3 separate regions of the Sus scrofa genome follow, and regions 2 and 3 are each linked to region 1. The links are chromatin contacts, called in public HiChIP or PLAC-seq maps. All regions are on one chromosome and are shown on one strand. The core of a region is the stretch at or near the end of the contact, and the rest is flanking DNA. Distances in the headings are between cores, read along the strand shown. Region 1 overlaps PDE4B (phosphodiesterase 4B). Region 2 overlaps PDE4B (phosphodiesterase 4B). Region 3 overlaps PDE4B (phosphodiesterase 4B).

Region 1 (4,358 bases), core at 1,010-3,509:
GTGTGTGTGTGTGTGTGTGTGTGTGTGTGGCTGCACCTGTAGCTCATGGAGGCTCCCAGGCTAGGGGTCCAATTGGAGCTGTAGCTGCAGGCCTGCAGCCACAGCCGTAGCAACACAAGATCCCAGTCACGTCTGTGACCCACACCACAGCTCACGGCAACGCAGGATCCTTAACCCACTGAGGCCGGGGATCGAACCTGCGTCCTCATGGATGCTAGTCAGATTGTTTCTGCTGAGCCACTACGGGAACTCCAGAATATTTACATCTTACAGGCAAGGAACTGAGGCACAGAAAACTTAAAGAACTGCCAAGAGGTGATGAAGAAACTGGCTTATGTTAGATCTCAAAGCACAGACTCCTGATAAATAAATAATTCATTCACTTAGGTCATTCTCCTACTTGATTGCTCTTTTTAATTTGTTTCCACGTAAGTATTTTTACATAGAGATTTTTGAAATATAGATTGCTGTGTTCTTGTGCTTGGTAATCTTAATAAAAAACATCAAAAGTACTCTAGGAAATACAGCGTTATCTATGGCAAAATAGTTCTTAATTATAATGCTGTGTTTCTGGACAGTATAAATGATAGCCTAGAATGGAAAGGAGAATTACTATGCTTACGATAAATCTCCTTGACAACAAGCTCAATGTTTTGAATACTGAATCATTTAGAATTTTATGCAGATTTAAGGGTCTTTCCCCTTGGTATCTCATTTCTTTATAAATAGCTGGGTTTTTAATAGGAATTTTCAAAATGCCATTAAACATTGTCCATAAATACTTTTATCTTCTAACTCGGTTATATTTGAAATGTTCCCCTAGTTTTTATCATCATCACCACCACATTTCTTCAGTATTTATGGAGCTGTGAAAAATGGAAAATCAAATTTGAGAAACAGTTTGATTTGCTTACCAAAGTGAAGCTCCTTATTGGAACTCCCTTCCCGGACAAAGGAAGTGATTCATACATCCTGGGTCTTCCCACCTAAGGGTTATCTCTTGCCGCTTGGACAGTTACCCTCCCCCCAAATACTGGCTTCTCATTCTGAAATGAAAAGGAAGCCCTCTCAGCCTATAGCATTCTGTCCAGATTGCCTTCCTGCCTTTGGCGGAGCTCCTGTTCCTCCTGTGAATCATGCCTCTGTACACAGTGTTACCATTGTGCTCTCTGAGCCCTGGCTGGGTGGTGGTGGCACAGCTACTCCATTGGGAAGGTCACAAGTTCATGTCTGCTTTGCCTTCCGTCTAGCAAGAAGAGCTCCAGCTAAGCTGCAGAAAATCGTAGTAGTCCTCTGTGTATGGCACGTTAGACTTTCGGTGGTACCCCAGCGGTGGTGGCTAAAAGGCCATTAGGAGTGGTGACTCCAAGACGAGTGTTAGCGTTTCCGTTGCTCTGTCATTCTGAGCTTGTCTTTCAGCATCTCTTCTCAGCGGCCTTCGGGATGAATTTGCTTAAGGATCTGATTGAAGTGATTGAGAAGGAGACAGATGGCGCTTAATAGGTGTACAGAGTGAACGCTCTTGCTTTTTCACTAAGTGACCTTTATTTATTAAGCAGACATGTATTAAACACCTGTTATATGGGAGGCACTATTTCAGGGTGCCAGAGTCAGTGTGGTAAATAAAACTTAAGGTCTTTGTCCTCAGGGGGCTTTTGTTTATGGGGCAGTGACAGATAATACGATATCAGAGAGCAAAGATGGTGTTAGAAGAATTAAGCTGAGTAAGGTGAGAGGGAGGATGGGGTGCTTTACAGAGGATAACAAGGACGACCTCTCTCAGGAGAAGATGTGTAAACAGGTCCCTGGAGGAAATAGAGAGTGAGCCATGGAAAGATAGAGAGAAAGAGCTTTCCAAGCAGAGATGGCAAATACCTGCCCAGGTGAGTGTGCGCAGGCATGTGATAAGCCATGTGTGAGCTCAACACTTATTTCAAATAGGGATGTTTTATTAATAGAGGTCATACACATCCCTATGAAATACACTGGAAATATTACATCAAGAAAAAGAGCCATTGCCATTTTAAGACGTGGTATAAGGAAGGCATAAAATAGTATTTTCTCTCATAAATCTTTTCCCCAGTGGAGCTATCACAGAGTTAAAACAATATATTTCACACATAATGTACTGTAACTGCTTTTTAAACAACTGAAAATGTACAGAAAATGCTGTTTTGACTGTCTATCTTTAGTCTTCAGCTGTTGCTGTCACGATTCAGAAACTTGGATCCCTGCCTTAAAAGGCACATTTCCTTAGCTATAAAAAAGCATCTGATGGAATCTACATTCACAATCATAGGTCGTGATTTTAGAGTACGAATCACCTGCTATAAAGGGGGCAGAGCATTTCTTTTCTTTCAGTTTGATTTTTCATTTATGTTCTCCATATGCTTTACTTTGAGTTTGTTTACATTTTTGTGAAGATGACATTTTCTTTGGCTTCTGTGTTTGGCAAGTGGTGTCCATTAATTTTAGTGAATACTGTACCAATTGAATCCCCAAATGTGTCTGGAAATCCAGAACTGAACCAAGAAATGGTGTTAGGCACAGATTGGAAGGAGGAATTAAAGAATCCCTAGATTTTATTTTGGCAGCTGGTGTGAAGCGGCACCTTCGAGGATCTTCTAAAAGGGAACCTGCTTTCCAAAAAGGAGAAAAGTTAAGAGATTAAACAAAAGCAGTATCATTAAGAATTTGGTGTCCCATTTCTGAAATGTCTGCATTACTAAAGGTAAAATGAAAGTATTTGTTATGTCTAATGTAGTACAAATGAAATGGTTTAAAATCTGAGTGTAGAACTTGCAAAATCAGCCAAAACGCTGTCCATCATAATCACAGCCAAGAGAATGAAGTTTCTAACCCAGGAATCCCCCAAACATAACTCTCAGGAGGGTCTATTAGAAGCTAAAACAGGCTAGAAATAGAATCATGGGAGGATAGTTTCATCTTTAATGTTTAAGATCATAGAGAAGAGGAGGTATGTAAGAAAATGTTTCTAGTTTTTAACAACACATGAAGGGCAAACAAATTCTAATTTTGAGTTGCAAATGAATGAACACTCAAAGGTGCATTAAACCAATATCTTCTCTTTCAAAACTGACTTAAAACTGATAAGGGTGCATTCAGACAAAATTATTAAAAAAAAATAACCCATTAGTGAAGTTTATTGCTGCCTGGGTAAAACTAATCATTTTTACTGCACATTCAAATTAGTTTGTATTGTATTGAAATAATGGCATTTGTAGAGAAACAATTCTAGTTTTAGGATATAGCATAGTTGGAGCCAAGAAGTTTCAATATAGTCAATTATATTTGGGGCATATCTTTACATTTCTTTTTCATTTTTCCTTTGCATTCTTTATATATTTTTCCTTTATATAATGGATTAAAGCATGGATTTTGACTTTGGGTTTGAGACCTTACTAACTGGGTGATCTTGGATAGTTGTTTCTACATTTCTTTAATTCAGTTTTTTTAACCTGTAAAGGGATATTATATATTTCAAAAGGGTTTTGTGAGGTTTAGGTGTAGGCTGCTCTCAATGAATACTAGTGGTATCTTATCCTCTCCCTTTCTCTTTCTGCTTCCCTCTGTCTTGAGAGGGGTCTGGAAGAGATTTTTCTTTCACAGCAGTCTGAAGGAGCCAGCTGGCAACACCTTGATTTTGGACTTCTGACCTCCCAAACTATGCGACAATAAACTTAAATTTTCAACCACTCAGTCATCAATACTTTCTTACAGCAGCCCTAGCGAACTGATAGAGATTTTGGCACCAGAAGGTGGGGGTGCCGCTGTAATAAGTCCTTAATCTATGGCAGTGGCTTTGGGATTGAGTTGTAGGTAGAGACTGGAAGAGGCATGTGATAGAAAAAGCCTAGACTGCATTAAGGAGACTCGATAGAAATATGCACGTTAAAGGTACTTCTGTTAAGGTCGCAGATGGAAAAGAGGAATGTGTTCTTGGACCCTGGAGGTGGGTAATTCTTGCTACAAAGTGGCAAAGAACCTGGCGGAACTGTGTTCTAGTTTTTTGTGGATGGGAAGTAGAAATTATGAGTAACACACTTGGATGTGTAGCTGAGGAGGTTTCTAAGCAACGTGTGGAAGGCACGACTTTGTTTCTTTTTTCTGCTTATAGTAAAATGCAAAAGTAAAGAGATAAATTGAAAAAGGAATTGTTGGAGTTCTCATTGTGGCGCAGCAGAAACAAATCTGACTAGGAACCGTGAGGTCGCGAGTTCGATCCCTGGCCTCTCTCAGTGGGTTAAGAATCTGGCGTTGCTGTGAACTGTGGTTTAGGTCACAGACGCAGCTTGGGTCTGGCGTTGCTGTGTCTATGGCGTAGGCTGGCAGCTGTA
Region 2 (4,012 bases), core at 75-2,574, 150 kb after region 1:
GAAACAAGGACCTATTGTACAGCACAGGAAACTATATTCAGCAGTAACCTATAAGGGAAAAGAATCTGAAAAAATATTGCGTGTATATGTATACATATCTGAATATGTATACATATGTGTGTATACCTATATATGTATATATATCACTTTACACCTGAAACATTGTAAATCAACTATAAAAAATTTTTAAATAAATAAAAAACTTTTTAAATCAATAAAAAATGAAGTCATGGTTGGGGTGGGAGGGAGCTGAAGGCTATAAAATCCCTCCCCCACACCATTTAGCAAAGAAAGCAGATTTGGTTTCCCCATAGAAAACATTTTCTATAATCAAAGCTATTATTGGCTTGAGACTATTGTCCAATAGTCACATTTTTTACTTTCTCATGATGAAACTTTCTAATACCTAATGTTTTTGTCATTCATCTTGTGCCTTTCTTAGTTTTTTTTCTTTGTGACAGATTCTTTTAGTCAGCTGATGATTTGAAATGAGGGATTTTCTAACCTATTCAAGTATAAGAGTCCTTAGGTAATTCTGTTTCAGTGTTTAGAACGCCAGATGTCTATACTTCTAAGTCATGTAAAGGTTTATTTGTTTGACTTTAACTGAGCGAACTGGGTTTTATTGCACATTATTTCTAATAATGTCATATGTTTGAAAATTCCACTGGTTTAAAATAGGTAGACTCTGGGCCTAATTACTAAATTTTCATTGCTTAAAATTCTCTGCAATGAAGGTGAAGGGGTTTGTTTCCAAGGAAACAAATGCACTCCATTTTCATCACATAAAATGTTTTCTGCAAGAAAATTCCCTAACCAGTCTCCAGGGAGATACTGTGTCATAAGATAGCTCTCATTGGAGATTTCACCAAAGAAACATTTTATTTTATTTTTGTTCCCTTGAAAATCAGCCTGTATTAGTATAATTGTGATCGTATTGGATCACAGAAAATTAACAACGGGGTCATTGTCATCACCTTGTTAGAGTCATAAAATGTACAATTCCAGGAGAATGTGATTTTTTCCTCTGACTATTAGGTTTTGTTTATATTGGAGTCTAAATAGCATATAGTCAAGATGTTAGCTTGAGAAGAAACAGCTTATTCTAAGAATATTTGTCACCCTGAGTGCCGAAAAAGAACTTCACTGTTCATCAGTATTTGTTTGAGGTTGAAAGTGACTGTTTCTTCTTAAGAAATTTGAAAATCATATAAATAGCCTGGCTTTATGTCCTCCAATGGCTGAATAACGAGACATCGAAGGAAGTAGATTCAGCTTACAAAGGTCTAAGGCTGTGTTCCAGCACATCTCTTGTTGCAGTAGTTGGTCTGAGCCATGCGTGTACTTGCATTTAGTGACACTGCTGTTCACCTTGCAGTCTGGACCTGGGATATAGTAAGTGGTACAAAAGGTTTCATTATAGAATGAAAGGATTAACTGTACAGTGAGAAGACAGATACATTTTTGAGGGAGAAAGTAAAATCACTGTGGTGTTATGGGGGGTGGCATAATAGTCAAACCTTAGAAGCCATAGCTCTGTCCTTTACACATTCTGCAACTCAGAAAGTCACTTAAACCTCTCTATAAATGGGGAAAGAGGTATTTATCTCATCAGGTAGTTGATGAAGAGGTGTAAACACTCTATGTACGGGAGGAATTTCTTTAAGATATGAGATCTATTCCATAAAGAGGAGTATGAATTCTTATTTTGTAAAAGAAAATAACTGCATGACTTTCTCTTGATTAGATGATCATATTTGCCTTGTTTCTGCTGCAAATCTCATATATGGGCTGGCTGAAATGAAACAATTAGAAAATACTACTTTTCCAGGCTAGCCTTAGAGCCTAAAAAATAGAAGTGATCTTAATCAAAAATTAGACTCCAGTTAACCTAACCTTGATGCTAAAAATCACCCAAATTCCGTCTTCAAAGATTCAGCATTCATCTGTCTCACTCAGCCCACTTAGTTCAGGTCTTTCTGTAACTTAAAAATTTGCGGGTCAATCAAAGCAAATGGGAAGATGAATCAATTGTGAAACAAGGACAGCTCCCTCATGGTAAACCCAGAAGAGCCTCTCTAAAAAGTTAAGTTTTTTTCTTTTTTTTTTCTTCTTTTTGCCTTTTGAGGGCTGCTCCCGTGGCATATGGAGATTCCTGGGCTAGGTGTCGAATCGGAGCTGTAGCCACCGGCCTACGCCACAGCCACAGTAATGAGGAATCCGAGCTGTGCCTGTGACCTACACCACAGCTCACAGCAACGCCAGATCCTTAACCACTGAGCAAGGCCAGGGATCGAACCCGCAACCTCATGGTTCCTAGTCAGATTCATTAACCACTGAGCCATGACAGGAGCTCCCGAAAGTTAAGTCTTTATAGTCGCATACTTTGTGAAAGAGACACACAGGTGACTGACAGTAGCACAGGGGAAATAGCAAATACAACAAAAACTGGGGTCAGTAAAACATTTATTCATTTTTCTTTCACTGCTTCATATGGAAAATTTTTATTGAGTGTCATTTAAGTGCCTGGGGCTAGGGTAGATGTTTTTCAACATACTCGATCTTGTTTGATATCACATGAAAGCTGGAAAAAAAAAAAAAAAAAAGACTAACCCCATGTAGTGGATGCTGCAGGACACCGCCCAGAGCCTCATAAGAACTGTGACACTCACTCCCCCAGCTGTCCAGGCGGGGGACAGGTTCTTGCCTGACTCTTATCAGAAATTACTCCCAAACAAAGACAGCCACCTTGTCCAGGGCCACACTCCTCCTGCGGGCAACCTGTGTCCAGTGACTGACGGATGTAGAATGTCAAGATTCAGTACCTAGTCTCAACATCACTTGAAAAGCCATCCCACCTCCAAAGCATCAGTAGCTTCAGCTGAGGCCTCTGCTGCAGCATCACAGTTCATGTGCTCTGCCCTATCCTTGTCCTTCTCCCCTTATAGGTGTGAATTTCCCAAAAGCATTGGCCAGCAAACGTCATGCACACAAATCACAAAGACTCAAAGTCTGTTTTCTTAAGATCCATTTTACAAATAAGGAGTCTGAAGTTAAGGGAGTATTATTATTATTATTATTATTATTTCATTCAAGCCCACAGAGCCAATATATGGTGGAGTCAGGATGCTGCTGCTAAATGTCATGGATGCTGTAAAAGCCCAGCAATTAGGAACGCGGTTCGAGGTTGGAAATAGGCCCCTGCCAGGTCAGTTTAATGTCTTAGCGTCGCACTGGCAGTCCGATGCTCTCAGAATTGGTCTAAAGTGTTGTGCCGAGCTAGTTCCAAGGGCAGGATGGATATGTCAAAATGTCACCATTAGCAGGAAGAAGGTGGGAGCAAGTGAACAGATGAAACTCGATATAAGTGTGGCCAACTGGAAGCAGACATTTGCTTCACTTGTTTTACTGGGACCTTGTTAAAAGTCAGTTTCACTTAGCAGATACTTATTTAACTTTATTATTTTCAGTATGTCACCAAAAATCAAACAATCAAAATAAAGAACTACACACAAGATAAAGTATTTCTGGGAAATCAAGTTAAAAAAAAACTGTTAGTAACATAGACAGATCCTGAATCTAGAATAGTTGTGTAGATGACAAAAAAATTAGCATTTATATTAAACAATAGGTATATGTTACCTATGAAAATGACCGAATCTGACTTTATGTCAATATTAAACTTCAATATTTTGTGAATGCCAAATATATATTAATTACCAGTGAAAGGATAATGATTTAACATTTCGAATTTTTCTAGTAGTAACAATTTAATTCTGTTAATAGTATTTATTGAGTACCTACTGTGTGCCCTACTGTGTTCTGAGCACTGGGGATAGAATAAGGGATGGGAGACATGGTCCCTCTCATGTCACCTTACCTCCTACCAGGGACACATAGACAGTTAACAAGTAAGTCAACAAAGGCATAAACTAGGTCACTGTGTGAGCTGACATCTCAACAGTGAGGGTGCCCCCACCTCAAGATCTGTGAGAAGAATCTTTAGGCAAAA
Region 3 (4,382 bases), core at 403-2,902, 200 kb after region 1:
GGAGAAATTTCAGGACGGGACCAGTGAGGAAGCTCAGCTTTGTAAAGAATATACAAGATATTTTGGTAGCTTTAGCTGTGATTTATTGCCTGTTTCACAGCTAAATGGATGAAAGAAGGTGGAGAAAAGAAACTTTTCTTTTTTAAATCTAAACAATGAAGAACACTTTTGGTACTTTATTCTTGGGTAAACATGACTGATTGGGAAGACATTTGTTATTCTAGCTAACCCAGACCTTTAGAGTTGACCCAAACACATGTTCCCTTTTGTATTCCTCATTAAAATAGTAAGTCTCCTGCATCATGGCCTTTCCTAGTTTTGGAATCTGTTTTAAGACAGAGTAATATACAGCATTTGTAATATGACCTAATATACTAAGGCTGATGCTCCCTGGATAATAGGCAGTTACTAAAGAGTACTGTTTTCTGCATTTCTTGGTTTGGGCCGGTTTGACTTTCTAGACTCAATGGCTCTGAATCCCATCCCGTTTGGCTACATCACCTTGAGAATGACATTAGTATTTTCTCCCTGATTTTCACCCCCAATTTTCTCTCTCGTTCACTTTGCACTTATTTTTATCACCAGCATTGTTTGCCAACAAACACCAGCAAACAGCAAGGAGAGCCAGAGAGCAGCCAGTTTTGTATTTTTCTTCCTGGTGAGGGTTCTGTGCCTAGTCCTTCTAGGTAACTTTGAAAACAAAAAAATCTGTTCTCAGGATATTTATTAGTTAGATTTGCTAAGATTAACCTTGGATGTCCTTAGTGGTTTAACGTATGTAGTTTAACGAATGCAGACCTTTAAAACTATATAATTAGATTAAGTGCTGTATTTTTTTCAGATTTCAATACGCCGTTATATACTCAGGCAAGGAAAATTATTGCTAAGAAGAGACGCTTGAAAAGTCAGTAAATAATATGTTGTGCTTAACAAACAAAAAAGCGGTTGGCTCTGTTTTCTTCTTTTGGGGTTTATTTTGAATGTTTTTGAAAGAAACGTTAATTCGCAGAGCACTGGTTTCCTCCCTGTCAGTTGTCCCAGTTTTTACTGTTGTTGTTGTTTGTTTTTTCTAAACGATGGTAAAGCTTTGCTATATGTACCTTTTTTTTTTTTTTTTTTTTTTTTTTTTGCCCCTAGACGTTGGACATTTTGGAAACTGGCTAAAGCTTATCATTGGGCTTTTAGGAGTGTTTTCAAAAGAGGTAATCATTTGATTGTTTGGAATTTTTTATACAAAATCTATGTAGAGAGTCATCTTTAATGATCTAATAATTGAACCACTAAAGGGAAGAACTCCCATATTTAAATTAAATATTTTAGTAAGCATTCTCTTGTTTAATTTAGCTTTAATTGCATTATTAATTGTCATGAACAAGATATTCCTAGGGAAAGAGCCAAGCAGATCAGCTAATTGCAGCTTTTTACTGCTTTGAATGATAAAGTGTCTTTGATTTGGTACTGAGCCAGGAGGGCTTGATTGATAATATCTGTCTCAGATGTCACCCTGGGAGAAAAGAATAAAACCTCAGTAGACTTGGTGCATTGCAGCTGTCTCCGCTGCTCCAATTTCTCTGTCCCATTGACGTCATTGAGAGGTTTCAAACCAGTCCAGAGTGTCTAGTAAACCTGCACAGAAATGAAATGAAGAAACAGAAAAACACTGATTCATAAGCCAGCCCTCACTCCAGAGAGGTAGCTGTTATATTTTCTCGGATCATAGGCAGACTTTTTCTGCCTCCCTGCACTTAAAAAAATTATTAAAATGTCAGTGGCTATCCAGAAATGTGGGAAAGCCTCAGACAAGGAATGTGAGTTGCATAAGCCCTTCTAAAAGCAGATTATGTCTCAATGGGCCACATTTGTCCAGGGTACTCAGATAACATAACCTGCATGCAGCTTGTCTGTCACACCAGGAATATCTGAAGGAGAAAGTGACAAGGGAACTGGCTTTCCCTGGGGGCAGGGCTGGTCTAACCAGGCACCCATTTCCTCCTCTCTCTTCACACGCAGCCTTTTGTGCTGAGCTCTAAGTGAAGGGCACCCAATGAGCGGAGTTACAGTATTTTCCAAGGAAGATGACAAACTCTCACAGTTGTATTTTTTTTTTTTTTAATGAATTTAGCAGAGAGAAAATACACAGGAGGAAGCAGAGGAGGGAAAAAAAAAAAAACCATTTGGCAATGTTTTTCTTTTTTTAAAGCTGCTTTGTCAGCTTAATACATTATACATTAAGTATATGATAAACGCTCAGCCTCAAAATAACTTATAGGAAATCTTTTCTACGTGCTGTAGCAGGGAAATTTTTCTTAAAATATGTGTCCAAATACTGATTTTTCTTTCTTTCTTTCTTTCTTTTTGCCTTTTTAGGGCTGCACCCATGACATATGAAGGTTCCCAGGCTAGAGGTTGAATAGGAGCTACAGCTGCCGGCCTACACCACAGCCACAGCAACACAGGATCCGAACCACATCTGTGACCTACACCACGGCTCATGGCAATGCCGGATCTTTAACCCACTGAGCGAGGCCAGGGATCGAACCTGCATCCTCATGGATGCCAGTCAGATTCATTTCCACTGAGCCACGACAGGAACTTCTAATTTTTTTTTCCTCTGCTGGCCACTGGAACTGCTGGCAGAAGGAGAATGCCTCCTTTACCCTTCATATGCATACCCTGGCCTCATGCTCCAGCAGGCCTGGCAGGGAAAGACTCACCATGATTGGGTAGCTTCCATTTCTTATTGAGCCAACAAGCTACATGGCACACGATTGGAAAAGAGCTGAATCTTTATAACATCTGAAGTTCATAAAACATCCCTTTCATTTTTTCACTTGAAGTCTGACAGACAACCCTGTGAGGTTCATAATGTAATTGTCATCACTTTACAGATCCTGCCTGAGGTACTCATCTTGTAAAAGGCAGGGCTCAGATTCCAGTCCATATTTTTGGAACGCTACCTCCACCCTCTGCTTTCTTTACTGTATGTTCAAGGAGGTAGTAGTTTTTTTTTATCTTATTGAGACAGGCTGAGACCTGGGACCCTTTGCTGCAATGGCTGCAAAGTTTGCACCTAGATAAACGTCTCCTCAGACAACAAAATACAAAGAAATTATAAGGGACTAAAAATAACTGCACACATGTGTAGTTGGGGTAAATTATGGTCAGGAAGATGCAAAAAACCTAAAAACCCAACTGCCCCTTCTAGAAGTTTGGAGAGTAAAAGCAGGTCACTACACATGCCCCTTACACACACGACCACCAAAGCAGTAGGTAGACCACCTAAGCCCCCCCTCTGACAGGACCATGGACCCACCCCTGTCCTCCTCCCATAAAACCAGCCCACACCCCCTTTGGGGAGGGAGTGAGCAAAGGAATGTGTTGCTTGTTTTTGCTCTCCCTTGCTGCAACAGGGGCCCCAATAAAGACTTGCCTGAATTTGTTGCCTGGCCTCTTGTCAATTTCTCTTGATTAAGGAAGACCAAGAACCCAGGTCACATTATGACCAATCTTTGGGAATTCCTTCAACTTAACAGATAGGTGTTGACCATTTACTACATGTGGTAGGTGCTTTATGGTAAAACTACGTAAGACACAGTTGTTGGCCTTAGGGAACGTAGAATACTGGGGCTAAGACACTGATCCACATATACCTACATTACAAGGCAGAATAAGATAGGTGTATAAGTCGAAGTCATGGTGTCTGATCAGTGCGTTTGGAATGAAGTCCTTCAGGATTTATATGAAATCAGCCTTCACATGCTAATGTAAATGCAGCATATACATTACGAAATGCTAACACATAAATCCGGGAGGACTGGTAGTATTTCAAAAGATAAAGATGGTGGGTGCAGCCATGTGGGCAGAGGGACCAGCAGGAACAGAGTCTAACAGGCAAGGTGGTCTGAGCAGGTGGCAGGAATGAGACAAAGGATCTTACTTTGAAACGGAAGGCTGGGATCTGGTGAAAGTTCAGTTAAGGCCATTATCGGCAGAGTTTAAATGCCAGGGAGAGGAGTTTGTAATAATGAGACACTTAAATGCTTTAATATAGGGACTAAAACCATTAAATCTGTGCCTTAGTGTAAGTGGTTAAGCAGCCATGTGTAAGGTACATGAGAGAATAGAAAAGCGAACTCACGGTACCAGTTAGGGGTTTCCATAGACTTGGGGTGGGTAGGGTGCAGTTTAAGGAAATAGGATGTAGGGCTATAGGAATTCATTCATTTGTTTGAAAGTATTTATTGAGCACCTACTATGTGTCAGGCACTATTCTAGGTAAGAGAGTATGACAGACTTATAAGCTGCCTATCTCATAGGTCTTTTACTCTATAAAGGGAAAAATGGAGAGGAGATAATTTTCCAAGGACAAAGGGCCTGGAACT

What was found. HiChIP or PLAC-seq counts read pairs in DNA pulled down with a chosen protein or histone mark.
Region 2: an H3K27ac HiChIP or PLAC-seq map of skeletal muscle shows a contact between it and region 1. The contact joins two enhancer-like sites. A contact is called at or near these places in 4 of 47 Hi-C or Micro-C datasets (embryonic fibroblasts, epiblast stem cells and skeletal muscle) and 1 of 2 datasets of contacts at active chromatin or transcription factors (skeletal muscle).
Region 3: an H3K27ac HiChIP or PLAC-seq map of skeletal muscle shows a contact between it and region 1. The contact joins two enhancer-like sites. A contact is called at or near these places in 2 of 47 Hi-C or Micro-C datasets (embryonic fibroblasts and skeletal muscle) and 1 of 2 datasets of contacts at active chromatin or transcription factors (skeletal muscle).

What each region holds. Positions count from the first base shown.
Region 1 is chr6:146,559,507-146,563,864 of Sscrofa11.1, reverse strand. All of the region lies in intron 4 of PDE4B (phosphodiesterase 4B), which reads left to right. Among named protein-coding and RNA genes, the nearest start is that of PDE4B, 160 kb to the left of the region's middle. Within about 2 kb of position 2,259, at least 11 of the 83 cell types and tissues checked have an H3K27ac peak or open chromatin away from gene starts, as enhancers often do. A contact at or near this core is called in skeletal muscle, where this site is marked.
Region 2 is chr6:146,412,088-146,416,099 of Sscrofa11.1, reverse strand. All of the region lies in intron 4 of PDE4B (phosphodiesterase 4B), which reads left to right. Among named protein-coding and RNA genes, the nearest start is that of PDE4B, 310 kb to the left of the region's middle. Within about 2 kb of position 1,324, at least 2 of the 83 cell types and tissues checked have an H3K27ac peak or open chromatin away from gene starts, as enhancers often do. A contact at or near this core is called in skeletal muscle, where this site is marked.
Region 3 is chr6:146,359,956-146,364,337 of Sscrofa11.1, reverse strand. The region is part of intron 4 of PDE4B (phosphodiesterase 4B); the gene reads left to right. The region is part of intron 5 of LOC102162258 (a long non-coding RNA gene); the gene reads right to left. Among named protein-coding and RNA genes, the nearest start is that of SGIP1, 310 kb to the right of the region's middle. Within about 2 kb of position 1,652, at least 14 of the 83 cell types and tissues checked have an H3K27ac peak or open chromatin away from gene starts, as enhancers often do. A contact at or near this core is called in skeletal muscle, where this site is marked.